Linked DNA regions of Anser cygnoides: region 2 is linked to region 1. Evidence: chromatin contacts called from public Hi-C data. All regions are on one chromosome and are shown on one strand. Each heading gives the region's core, a stretch centred on a gene start, on an enhancer-like site or on the middle of the called end of the contact. The rest is flanking DNA. Distances are from core to core; before and after follow the strand shown.

The links. Hi-C and Micro-C count contacts between places; a contact is called where the count stands out from the background.
Region 2: a Hi-C map of granulosa cells shows a contact between it and region 1, with 4 times the contacts expected there. The contact joins the promoter of SNAI2 here to the enhancer-like site in region 1. A contact is called at or near these places in 2 of 7 Hi-C or Micro-C datasets (granulosa cells and liver).

The regions. Positions count from the first base shown.
Region 1 is chr2:119,499,624-119,505,690 of Taihu_goose_T2T_genome, forward strand. It overlaps LOC106038398 (chloride channel protein C-like), which reads left to right. Exons shown (of 17, transcript XM_066992985.1): 12 at 621-792. Among named protein-coding and RNA genes, the nearest start is that of UBE2V2, 67 kb to the left of the region's middle. Within about 2 kb of position 2,843, at least 1 of the 3 cell types and tissues checked has open chromatin away from gene starts, as enhancers often do.
Region 2 is chr2:119,837,367-119,843,701 of Taihu_goose_T2T_genome, forward strand. SNAI2 (snail family transcriptional repressor 2) reads right to left here and starts at 2,047. Exons shown (of 3, transcript XM_013184984.3): 1 at 1,740-2,047; 2 at 632-1,177. The coding sequence starts at 1,818.

The DNA.
Region 1 (6,067 bases), core at 1,593-4,092:
ATGTATATTTAATTGCATATGGAATTAAATGCTGTGTCTCACCCCAGCAATTACATGTTCAGCTGTGCTAAATTTTGGTTTTGTTCTTCAATGTAGCACATGGCTAGTTTGAGGACTCCTGGGTTCTCTTCACAGCTTCATTCCTGCTTAGCTTTGGGCAGGTCATTAATATAATATCTATTACTCCATTTCCCCATTTGTTATGTGGTTGTAACATTTTACTTGCCAGGTTTATGGGGCGCAGGTAGACTTAGTTTTAAGAAATTATATAAAGCTGGAGCTCTAGAAGTGTTTCTTCTGTTTGTTTGTTTTGTGCGTACATCTGTAATCCGTATTTTTGACTGTATTCCTGTAAGGTTTATTCTCATTTGCCTTTGAACAACATTAAGCAACACATGCTGATAGTTCTTTTTCTTCAAATTATAGCAAATTTGGCAGTTTCATGCTAGTGATAGGAACTAAGTAATCATTCATAATAAGGAAGGAAGCTAGAGCTTTTTTGGGGAAAGGAGTTGTTACAGAAGTTTGTGATTAAATCTGGGACTAGCAAGTTACTAGAAGAACTTCTAGAAAACAGGATCACTGGCAAAAAGAGTGCTCTTTTTTCTTCTTACATACAGGTACACAGGAGCTTTGTATGGCAGAATAATTGGTTTGATTCTTGTTTCCATTTTTGGTGTTCAAACTAATGAATACGGAGCATGGATTGATCCAGGTCTGTTTGCTGCCATTGGAGCTGCCTCCTTTTTCAGTGGAGTGTCAAGACTAACTATCTCACTCACTGTTATAATGGTAAGTATGTTAAGTTTTCAGGTGTTTGTGTGGCCGAAGTTGTGCTGAGCTTTTGCTGCTGCAGCTAAATGTACCATAGATAGTGTCCCACACACATTGGACCACAGAGAAATAAATTCTTGGCCTAGTTATTTCTAGCTTGCCTGGAGAGGTTTCCCTTCCCTTCCCTTCCCTTCCCTTCCCTTCCCTTCCCTTCCCTTCCCTTCCCTTCCCTTCCCCTCCCTTCCCTTCCCTTCCCTTCCCTTCCCTTCCCTTCCCTTCCCTTCCCTTCCCTTCCCTTCCCTTCCCTTCCCTTCCCTTCCCTTCCCTTCCCTTCCCTTCCCTTCCCTTCCCCCTTCCCTTCCCTTCCCTTCCCTTCCCTTCCCTTCCCTTCCCTTCCCTTCCCTTCCCTTCCCTTCCCTTCCCTTCCCTTCCCTTCCCTTCCCTTCCCTTCCCTTCCCTTCCCTTCCCTTCCCCCTTCCCCTCCCCCCTCCCCTCTGTTTTCTTATTTTTCAAACATCTTTTGGTTACAGAAATGATAGTAGCTTCAGCAGTTTACAATCAAGGAAGCGGAATATACCATCTCTGTTTCTTCCAGATTACAAAAAAAATAGTAGGCCACACTGCCTGGCTTGTGAATTGACTTCTGTGAGGGGCTGAGGGTCTTGTGCAGTGCGCCTTTTTATTTTGGGGCTGAATATAGACTTCTGGACAAAGTGAGAGAAGGATTTGCAGTAGTATAGACAAGTGATGCAAAGGGAAGATTCCCAGGTCGCTCTGATAAATTTATGCCTTATAGACTTCAGATTTTTGAGATTCCCTTGCAACACCCTCCACATTCAAATTGCCTTCCCTCCTCCTTTTATAGCAGAATACTTTGAGTCTACACTGCAATACTTTCAAAGCAAACCTCTGAAAGTTGAAAGCTAAAGAAGGTGCAAAGAACAGCCTTTTAATTAGAGAGGAGGTTCTTTGAGCCTCCCTGATTGCAACACCTGGCGATGGTGAGTTGTAAGGTGCAGCTGAAATTCAGCTCAATCAACACAGAAGTTATTTTGAGGTCACAAGGGCAAGCTTTCACAACGTGGAAATTTCACCTATGACTAAACCAAGTCCTGGCTGCCTCTGCCCAAAAAGATCTCATTAAAATCTTTGCAGATGTCGGAATTCACCCAAAGTGACCAAGCGGGGATTTTCTCTCCTAGTACACTGTTGCGCAGCATTTGATAAAGCAGCTGCTTATCGGCACTAACTCAGAGCTGGGTTCATTTTAGTGATAGGCTGTGTAAATTGTGTAGGAAGCATTTTTGTGATATTTTAACTTGGAAGTGGTGTAAGTGCATACAAGCTTGTCTCTTGTGAAAGAATAATTAGAATGATTACGGAAACACTCCTCCTTCAGTGTCCTTGTGATACTTTAGTGCTTGCTTAGCCTTTAAGAACAAATGTACTCTGTTATTTTTGCTTATGCTATTGCTATTAGACATCTTTTGGAAGATCTGTATGATTTGTTGGCCAGCTATGAGATCTGTAAGACTCAAAGTGGGGAAAGCTGATGCCTGAACAATAGGTGTAAGTTTCTGAGAGCTCCAATTGCCACTAACTGTAATGTCTCTTCTGAAGTAGAAGAATTTTTAGCCTGAAGTTTCTTGCAATAACTCAATAAATCTTCATTGAAGTACTGTTTATAAAACATTAAGTTAGGGTCTTGCTGCAGATATAGGTCCTCAGGGGCAAAAGCAGCTGATTGACATCTTCCTTAGCTTTGTGTCCATGAGGCTGTTGCAGGGAACTGAGAGGTGAATGTGTGCCAGAACACTTGCTGGTCTTGGATGACAGAACCACATTTAATTCAGCTCTAGTAGAGAGGAAAAAACCCCTACATTTTATTTGCTTCAATTTTTCTTTGCCTTCCCAATTACCTGCACTTTTTTTTTTTTTTTGTCCAAGTTCCCTGAGCATGCATGTACAGCACGTGCAAAACAATAGCTGGAAACTGTTAAGAGAACTGTACAAAAATCAGTTGAAAAGGCACTAGAAAAATGATTAGGATTGCATTGCAATGTGTTCTGAATTCCCCTAGGTGTCATGTTATAACTCTTCTGTGCCTCTCTCTGCACAGGGAGATTGTGTTTCAATTCATGTTCATCCAAGATAAATAGCTGCATTGCTTGAGGAAATATTAATTTTTGAGGAGAAAAAAGGTCTTGGACATGACAATGCAAAAACATAATTAAAAGGTTGTGCCCTCAAACCATAAAATGCACATATTTTTCCTATATTGTCTGATGGGTTCAAAAAGAATTGAGAATGTTTGCTTTGGCTTTTCACACGGCCTTCCATTTGGAAACAGTTATGAGTGTGGGACTTGCAGTGAACAGGTTTGTAAAATGCTTCCTTTTTTTTTTTTTTTTTTTTTCTCATGGCAGACCCCACAGGCATCTGCCCACCTCTTCTTTCTTGGCTGCGTTTTTCTACCCCCCATGCTGACACTTGACCCTCATCCTCCTCAGCTCTTTGTGGCAAACAGTAGATGTGGTGACATTTTCCTTGGCGAGCACGCGGTCCAGCCTTATGATGTGCCTTCCCGCAGCCTTCTGTCTCTCGTGTCTTTGTGTTGTGTGTCCTTGATCTTCGTGGCTCTAGGTGTAGGAAGAGGAATAGCATCTTCCTACAAGGTGTGGTTTGTGTCTAGGACATTCTGTATTTCTATCATCCCTTTTGTATTTTTACCTCTCAATCATGCTGCCTTGAAAAGACAAAACACTGGCTTGAAGAGAAAGGACGGTACTGGGCTAGCCTAGAATTAGTGTTCTTATCCAGTACTGGTGATGCTCCTATGGACAAGCTGTTCAGCAGCCAGCCTCAGAAAGAGGCTTGATTTATACCGATTTGGATCCTTTGACCTATGAGTTGTCTTCCTTTTTGTTCACACGTGAAGAAAAGTAGCCTTGATTCTCTCCATTTTCCTGCCAGCTCTGTTCAAACAGAATTAAAGCAATATATCAGTTTATTGGCCTGATTTATTTCTCAAGATCTTTACTGATGGATATGGGGAATGTGATAAATTGTGAAAAGGTTAAGACTCAAAAACCTCCTCTGAGTGTGAAACACTGAAATATCAGTCTTTCAACAGATGTAGAATAAAGGAGAAAACAGCATGTTCCTTAGGATTTGGACGGGGAAATGCCATGTCATTGTACAAGCCAGAGGAAAATCTACATAGGGGATTAAATTGCCTAAGGTCCTTCCTTCTCTAGCTAATGGCAGGTGTGGCTGCTATGAACAAGTGGCTGGTGCTAATGAGCAGGATCTTGCTACTGAAATAAAATGACCATCTGATGGTGGGTCAGAGAATTATGAAAAGTTAATGGCAGAAATAACAAGCTGTATGCAAAGTCAGCTCATTCATAAGGCAGTATGGAAGGATCAGGGATGAAAGTGGTTTGTGCTTTCTGCTCTCTGATGCCTACATCAGGACAGGCACAGTGGCAGAGCATGGTACATATTAAACTACATTACTGTATGTCCTATAGTTTGGAAATTTCATATTTTTTATGTGTTTTTCATCAATAAATTAAAATGAACATTTATTTTTTTGGATAATTTGGATGCCTCATTTGTAACTTATACTTCTGACATGCTTCACAGCAGGGATACAGGTCATCTTAGATAAGTGCAATGCAATAGCAGTATCAGCAAGTAGCAGCAATTAAGCCCTAACCTCTTCGCTCTCTCTGAATTTCTTCAGTACTTCTAATTCAGACAAAATGTGCTTACCTCAAATTGTAGGCAGGATGTATTGCTGCAAATTCTGTGGCTAGGCTTCTCACTTCCTCTGAGAGAGTGACTCTCAAGAAGCTTAAGTCCTTTCACAAGAAATTTAGAGTGTCAGCCATGGGCACTTATTGTAGATATGAGAGGCACACCTTGTTTTACAGGTGTGATGTAAGCTGTAACACAGGCAACCATGTGATCTAACTAATTAGAGGAAAGTTACAGGATGAGCAGAATGGTGATATAAGATGTTAGAAAAGTAAGCATAAGACGTTTAAAACACATGTAAAATCTGCCTGGTGTCCGGGTTTTCACAGGACAGCTGTGTTGCCCAGTGGTTAAAGGATACAAGCTTGGCTTGTATACGTTGTTGCTAAAGAGAGACAATCAGTGGCCAGAAATTGTCATCAGTTTAAATTTTCTCCTAAGTGAGGTCTCAGCTAAATATGTGAGAGCTCTATTTTACAGGTGAAGGTGAGTAACTTCTACATTAGCTGGGCAAGAAAATTGTGGTATATATTACACTTGGATTAAATGTAAATGTTAATATGTGTACATTCTAGGATTTCTTCTCATCTAATGGGATGAAAGAAAAATTCAATATAGCTGTACCTTTTGACATGCTGAGAGCAGTTGGACTGTGCTATTTTCCACCACAGCTTCCTCCTCTACGGTGCAGGAGAGCCATGGATTGGATTGCTAGTGGCTGTGTCTGGGGCTCAGTTGCTCCCATGGCAGGGGGTTTGGAACTAGGGGATCTCTAAGTCCCTTCCAAACCAAACCGTTCTGTGATCCTACAGCTCCGGCTGCTCCGCTGGCACTGCCCCATGCTCCTCCTCTTGCAAAATGCTAGTGCCTCTTTGCCTTTAGCAGCCTCTGCTTCTGTTTGGATGGGGCCCATTCCCACCACCTGGGCCTCCTGTATTCCCCTCTTCCCTTCTGCTCCTTGAGCTGGGAGCAGAGATCAGAGTGAGCTCACAGGATGTGCAGCAGTGAAACAGTGCTCTCATTTGGGTGCTCTTTTTCACCCTCTCTTTTGCGAGTGCCCCAGGACTGTTGTGCTGGCAACAAGGAGAGCCTGCAAAGGGAGTTGCATGTTACTCAAGGAAGTGCTTCTGCAGAAGTGCAAAGTGTCTTCAGTGCAAACTGTGCCTTATGTGAGACCCGTTCACTTGCTTGTAGGCTTTTTAGCATCTTGCTCTAGTAAGAAAAGGGGACAGTAGGAATACACTTTGAACAAGCTGACTTCAAGTCACCCTTAAGTCCCAACTACAGAGCACATGCTTTTCTATAATGTACTTATTATTGTAATGTAATGTGTTTCCCCTAGTTCATATCATTTTTTTTTTTTTTTTTTGGTAAATTATTAAATGCACAAAATGAATGCTGTTTCAAAGCTGGGCTTGCTTACAGGAGCCCTGTGTTCTTCCTGAGTGGAGGAGAAGCTAACCCCCAAGCAAGGGGCTCAGGGGCTATGGCACTGTCATGCTGTGGAGCGGACTTCAGGAAATGGAGGGTT
Region 2 (6,335 bases), core at 797-3,296, 340 kb after region 1:
TCAAATATTTTCATGGAGTCTTTTCTACTTAGCTCTGTGTGAATAACTTGGAACAAGACTTTGACTGAAAAGCAGCAAACAGCTGTACAGACATTACATTGTACCCAGTGTTATACTGAAGATCATGTTTTTGCCTCAACACAAAAAAATGCTTTGGTGATGATGTGTTTCTAATTTTTAAGGACTTGAGATAGCGCATGCAAAACTTGCCGTTTGCTTAAGGAGTCAATGATTAAACTCTCATGCATTGCCTTTCTGTTTTGTTACTTCAGAGTTAGCTGAAGCCTTCTTAAAGTTAGCATTTTCCAAAGCCTGAAAGTTAACGTAAAATCCTTAAAGCAAAACTTTCAGCTAGTGGAAACAAGCTAAATCATCCTGGGATTATCAGAGGAGCGATGCTGATCTATGCCAGAATATGCCACACAGTTGTGAGGCCATGCTACACTTCCCTCTCACCCAGGCCCCCAAAAGGAAGAATGTGCCCATTTAATGATATATTTGAAATTGCACATATGCATTTCAAGGTCAGACAAGCAACACTGCTGTTTTTTCTACCTTTAAGGAAAAAAAATCAGAAAGGCATTCTGATGAGATAGCAACAACAGCCTGCAGTTGTAATGGTTGTTCTTACCAGTGTGGGTTCTGATGTGTCCTTGAAGTAGCCATGGTCTGGAGAAAGCCTTGCCGCAGATCTTGCAGACACAAGGTAGTGTGTGGGTCCTGATGTGCATCTTAAGCGCTCCCAGGCTGACATACTCCTTGTCACAGTACTTGCAGCTGAACGATTTCCTAGACTGGGCATCACAATGCAGCTGCTTATGTTTGGCCAACCCAGAGAAAGTTGAATAGGTCTTGTTGCATAAACTGCACTGAAACTTTTCGGCTTCGATTGCATGGGGGTCTGAAAGCTTTGACTGGATTCTCTCTTCTTCATCGCTAATGGGACTTTCCGAACCACTGTGATCTTTGGAGGAGGTGTCAGAAGGTGGAGGTGGGCTGACTCTTCCCAAAGATGAGGGGTATCCAGAAAGTGGAGAGAGGTCATTGGGTAGTGGAGATGGTAGCAGCCCGGTTGTAGTCCACACAGTAATGGGGTTGTAAGCTACAGAGCTCAGGATCTCTGGCTGTGGTATGATAGGGACTGGATAGCTTTCATACAGGTATGGGGATATAATCACTGGAGAAAGAAGAAAATTTTAAGGTAAGAGAACTGAAAAGTATTTCAGAAGGCAACAAAATTAACATTTGTAGGATTAAAAAGTGCATAAATCAAACACTCAGTATGGTCATCTGAATATAGGGAGGACTAAGGAAATACTATTTGATACATACATACTGATGTGTAGAGACAGCATTATAGTTTGAATTATAGTTTGAGAGTCTCTTCAAAGCAGCATGCTCTTTCTAAACCTATGCAGCCTGATACACTGAAGCAGTGAAACTTCCTGAAGGATCTGCACAAAAGTTTCAATTCCATTTCCAACAGATGTAGAACAGGAAAACTCCAAATCCACTTTTAATAACTGAGTTCAAGTGGATGAGCAAACTTCGTGATTCATTCTGAGCAGCACTGACATATTTCTCAGAACTCCCTCATTGTAAGCAAAAGATAAAAGAGCTAGCAGTGAACTAACCCATTCTCCAAAGCCTGTAAAAGCAATCCCACCCCTCCTCTTTACCACCACGCCATAAACACAACCTCAGAAGCAACGCGGCAGCCGTCGATCTCATTTTGTTACCTGTATGAGTGTCCAGTTCGCTGTAATTTGGCTTCTTGGATGAATTGAAATGCTTCTTGACCAGGAAGGAGCGTGGCATTTTGAATGCAGGGTTTCTCCTTCTTCCAGAGCCTCCTTTCAGGTTCGTGTAACGGTGCCTGGCTGGTGTGCAGCACGCACGCACACTATCACTGCTGGTACATCGGTCCCTATCGCATTGTCTGCCCCGCGCCGTCCATGCACTCTGCTTGTGTAGTGGCAGTGCAGAGGCGCCTTGAAAAGTGCTGTAAATACCCACAAGTCAGGTGCAGGGGGGAAGGGTTTTCTGCTCCTCCAATCACTTCTGGATGTTCTCAAGCACTTTTCCAAACAGCCTGTTTTTCTGGGAGGGCTGCTCGCAGGACGGATCCAATCCCTGCTTGGAGGGTTTGCTTCAGGTTTCAGCTCCTCCCGCTGGAGACAGCTGTGAACAGAGGAGCAGTCTGTTGTCAGAGCACATTATCCTTCTGCAAAGTGTACGTTGCTCTTCAGAATTTCTGACTAGAAAAACGTGTCGGTCAAAGTGCTTTTTTAAATTTTATTTTATTTTTTAACAAGGTCAGTTTACTGATTCAGTTGAATCCTTTTTTTCTTCCTGGATAAGTCATGTGTACCGAAAGTCTTTTCTTTTTCTTTTTCCTTTTCCTTTTCTTTCTTTTTCCTTTTCCTTTTCTTTTTCCTTTTCCTTTTTTTTTTTTTTTTAAAATCTATCTGGTGTGTAAAAATTTATCTGTCTGGTTTCCAGATGCTTGATGTAAGAATTACAATGGAACAAACTGTTCATTAAGGGCAGAAGGGGGGGGACATTACAAGATAACAAGCTAGCCGGCAGAGCTAATGGAAGGTTTTGAACAGACTGTGTGCCTGCTCTGTTTGGGAGCTGCCTTTGAAAAGTTGCGTTCAGGAAATGCTGGAGACTAGCAGCATGCCTCCCTAACCTGGCCCTTCCAGGCAGAAGGGCCAGTAAGATGCTTCAAATGAGTCAAAGCAGAGGGAGCAGCCCATGAAAAGGCAACACATTTCAGATCTGGGTGATAGGTTTTACATGTTACACATATGCATATTGCTTCAGACTGTTCATGTGAAGGACACTTTCATTTTTTATTTTAAAAATCTACAGAATGCAAAACCTCGACCTTTCCTTCCTTGGGAGTAGTTATGTCACTCTTTTGCCTATCCTCTTAGAGCATTGCCAAGGAAATTTTCCTAATTATCCAAAGCAGTTAAAAGATGCACAGATAAGCAAAACCCCCAAAATTATAGACTGGGTAATTTAAATGTCTCTTAAATGTACTTCTCCATTAGTATATTTAGGACCTCTTGATTTCCTATGAAGGTATAATCTGAGTTATGTATTTCATTTAGGATTAAAGTCTCTCAAATGTGCCACAGAATTTTCTGGTTATCTAGATTGGTTTTGAGAAGCCATTTAGTCACAGATATGTTTTTTTAATTTTAAAACATTTGCATTTTGAAAATGTGGATGGCTGAACACTGGTGGATTTCTAACACAGACCACACTCTGACTGAGTCCTGCTCTGTCCTCCCCACCCCTCTCCCCCCCTTTGCGTCTTAACTACACCTGCCTGGGCACATATTGGTATGCCGTGCTGGTGTGCCGCTAGGGCTCTGTCCTGTTGGGAGGGGTGTTGCACAGAGACCACCCCAGCCCCCTTTTTTTATTTTTGCAGCAGGTGTTGGAATAGAGATGTGAAAAAAAAAATCTATCCGGTTCTGTTAAGACACGTAAGAGCAAAGTGCTTTGTCAAGCTGCATGACTTCTTAATCTTTGGGATGCCAAAACAAGTGCAGGGAAAGTTAGCCATTTTCAAGAACTGATTAAAAAGATTCAGCTGTTCACTGTCTAGCTCTGGTGTGTGTCAGTGAAAGGTGTCACATGGATTTCCAAGCTGCGGGGAACACACCCAGACTAGGGAAGGAAAGGGAAAGTGGCAATGAAAGGGACTTCCAAGTTACCTGCTTTATAGCTGGGGTGGAGGAAGAAATGCAGCTCTTCACAGCACAGAAAGCAATGCTGGCCAAAACACAAGCTGTTGCTTTCCTCCTCTCCACAGGAATGAAGAAATCTACAACACGTTTTTGAAAGGGGCGTTTGTGGCACCGGTCCCCTCTCAGCTCTTCCATCTGAGAAGTCCCCGTCGCCCGCCAGCTCTGGGAAAGCATTGTATTTCAGGATGTGAGGCATTAGTCTGTATCTAAATAGTCTGTTACATGAGCTGTGATTCAGACCTTGAGCTGGTTTAAGTTTGTGTGTTGAAATGAATGGAGCCATGCAGATTTTCACTGGCTCGAGATCTGTTCCTTTGTATATTTGTTAAAAGTAAAGGGTCTGATTCACCAGTGAGGTACTCCCTCTCGGGGCATTTTCACCAGCATAACACTGTAGTGATGCAGTTTAAATTAATTGCACTTATATAAATCACAGAAGCGTAAGCAGTTAGCCCACTGGCTGAGCTGATTGAAGGATGTTAGGAATTGGATAGAAGGCATGTTATTACACGGTTCTGAAAGGATATTAGCAGTACATACTACCTGAGTGAGGTCTGCTGTCAAAAAAAGGGAGAGTCTGCATGAGGGGTGGGTGAGTCAGAGTAAACAGGTGTTCTGGGTGTTTACAGCAAATGTGGATGAGAGGGCACTCGCCGACGTGCAGCATCCATCCCTGAGCAAGAAAGGAAACACAAAGGTCGAGCACAGAGGGTGGGTGGGAGGGTACCCCTTAGCCGGGGAGGCAGGGAGGTGTGGGGCTGGTGGAGGGCAGCAGATGCTCCCCGACAGCTCCTGCCGCCTGCGGGCAAAGCCTTGCGTCCACCTACAAAAAGTCGGGCCGAGTGCTTCCCCTGTGCATTTTACAATTAGTTGGTCTTTCTGGGCTTCTTTAGGTTGTCACTTTGAAAGCTGGTGTAAAGCTGTCTTGCTAATGCCACTGTACTGCTAATTGCTGCTCTGTGAAGCGGGTGGGAAGTGACCTGAGCACATCCGCTGCCTGAAAGCTTGGTATGTGCTTTGCTCTGACAGCATGGCTAGGCCCAAACATTCAACCATCTAGCAGATTTTATTTTTTTTTGAAGACCAGGACACTTGTTTATGTGTTTAAATAAAAAACTGTGAGCCTCAGTTTCTGACAGCTCCACTAAATCCCTTTCCTGTCAGGCTTTCTGAGAGGGACAGCAACTTTTGTTACACAGCTTTCTGGAAATGGAAGGGTGCCAGAACTGTGTTTGTTATCAAAGAGGGAAGAAGGACCCAAGCTAAGCCATTACCAGCTCAGTTTTTCTCATTAAAAAGTTTATGTCCTTACCAAGCATCAAATAATAACAAGATCGTGGATCAGAAAATAGTAAATATCGGGATAAGTCACAGCAGAATCATGAAAAGTAGTTTTAGAATGTTAAATGAGTTATGCTGGAACACTGTTCCTAGAGTAAACTACATTTGTCTGGAAGCAGACACAGCAGTGTTGAGCATGTTTTGCCTGGGCCTGCCATGGAGCCCATGGAAGGCAGTGCAGCGAGGTTCAGAGGAACCCCCAGGAGGCACTGAGCCCAGTGGAGCATACCAAAAATAGCTATGGAGGGTTACTGATGCAGGTGACGGCTTCATCCCAGGTGGGGCACAAGCAGAAGTAACTCACACGTATGGTGTAGCTCTTTCAATTTATAAGCTTCCTACAATTCAGAGGAAAGGATGAAATGATTATTATGGAGGAAGAAGAATGAAAAGGGGATCAGTTTTCAATAGCCAATAGTATGTGGAATATATCAGCTATTCTTCAGTCTTATTCTGTGCTTTCATATTTCTCCCTTAGTGCCAGCTGGTATATCCTGGGAAAGTAAAGCAGAGGTGTAACTTGGAGGCAGTAAAGGTTTAGTAGACCCAAAAGGTGAGGAGTACCTCATTTGTAATTATGTTGAATGGCTGAGAGGGGTAAGCCTGAAATTAACAGAGTAGAGAGAAACAATTAGGGAATGGTATTCCTTCCCATTGCCTTGACACATTTACCTTAGTAAATTTTTTCTGAAACACGTTTTTAGGAAAATTTTTTCTTCATCTTTTACTTCAACCTTACAAATTCTGACCAGAACTATGATCAGAAATGGCACCAACTTTAGAGGGACTGGTATGAAATTATGTGGAACACCAGTCTTGTATGCTTACTGTTCAGTGGGTCAGAAGAAATCTCTGCATTTTGGAAAATTTTTTGAATAAGTTAAAATTCTTCACATTTTGAAGGTTTCACACCAATTAACACACTTTTTTTTTTTTTTTTTTTCTAAAATCAGTAGCCTTAAGTCAGAGTTATCAAGTTCAGTTATGTAATAAGATCTATACTTCTGAGATTCGGTGAGATTAAGAACCAAATTTGCTTTTAGGACATGTTATAGAACTGTGTTCCTCTGTGTTTTGGTTTATTCAGGTTTGTAATTCCAGTTTAAGCATATTAAAGAAACGATTATTGAACCACAAAAGTCTGATTCAGTCTCAGCTTTCAAAGTTTTCAAAGTCAAGAAGCTTTGAAGAGGGTGCCTTAGAGGTCTAAGCCCATGTGCAATGTTT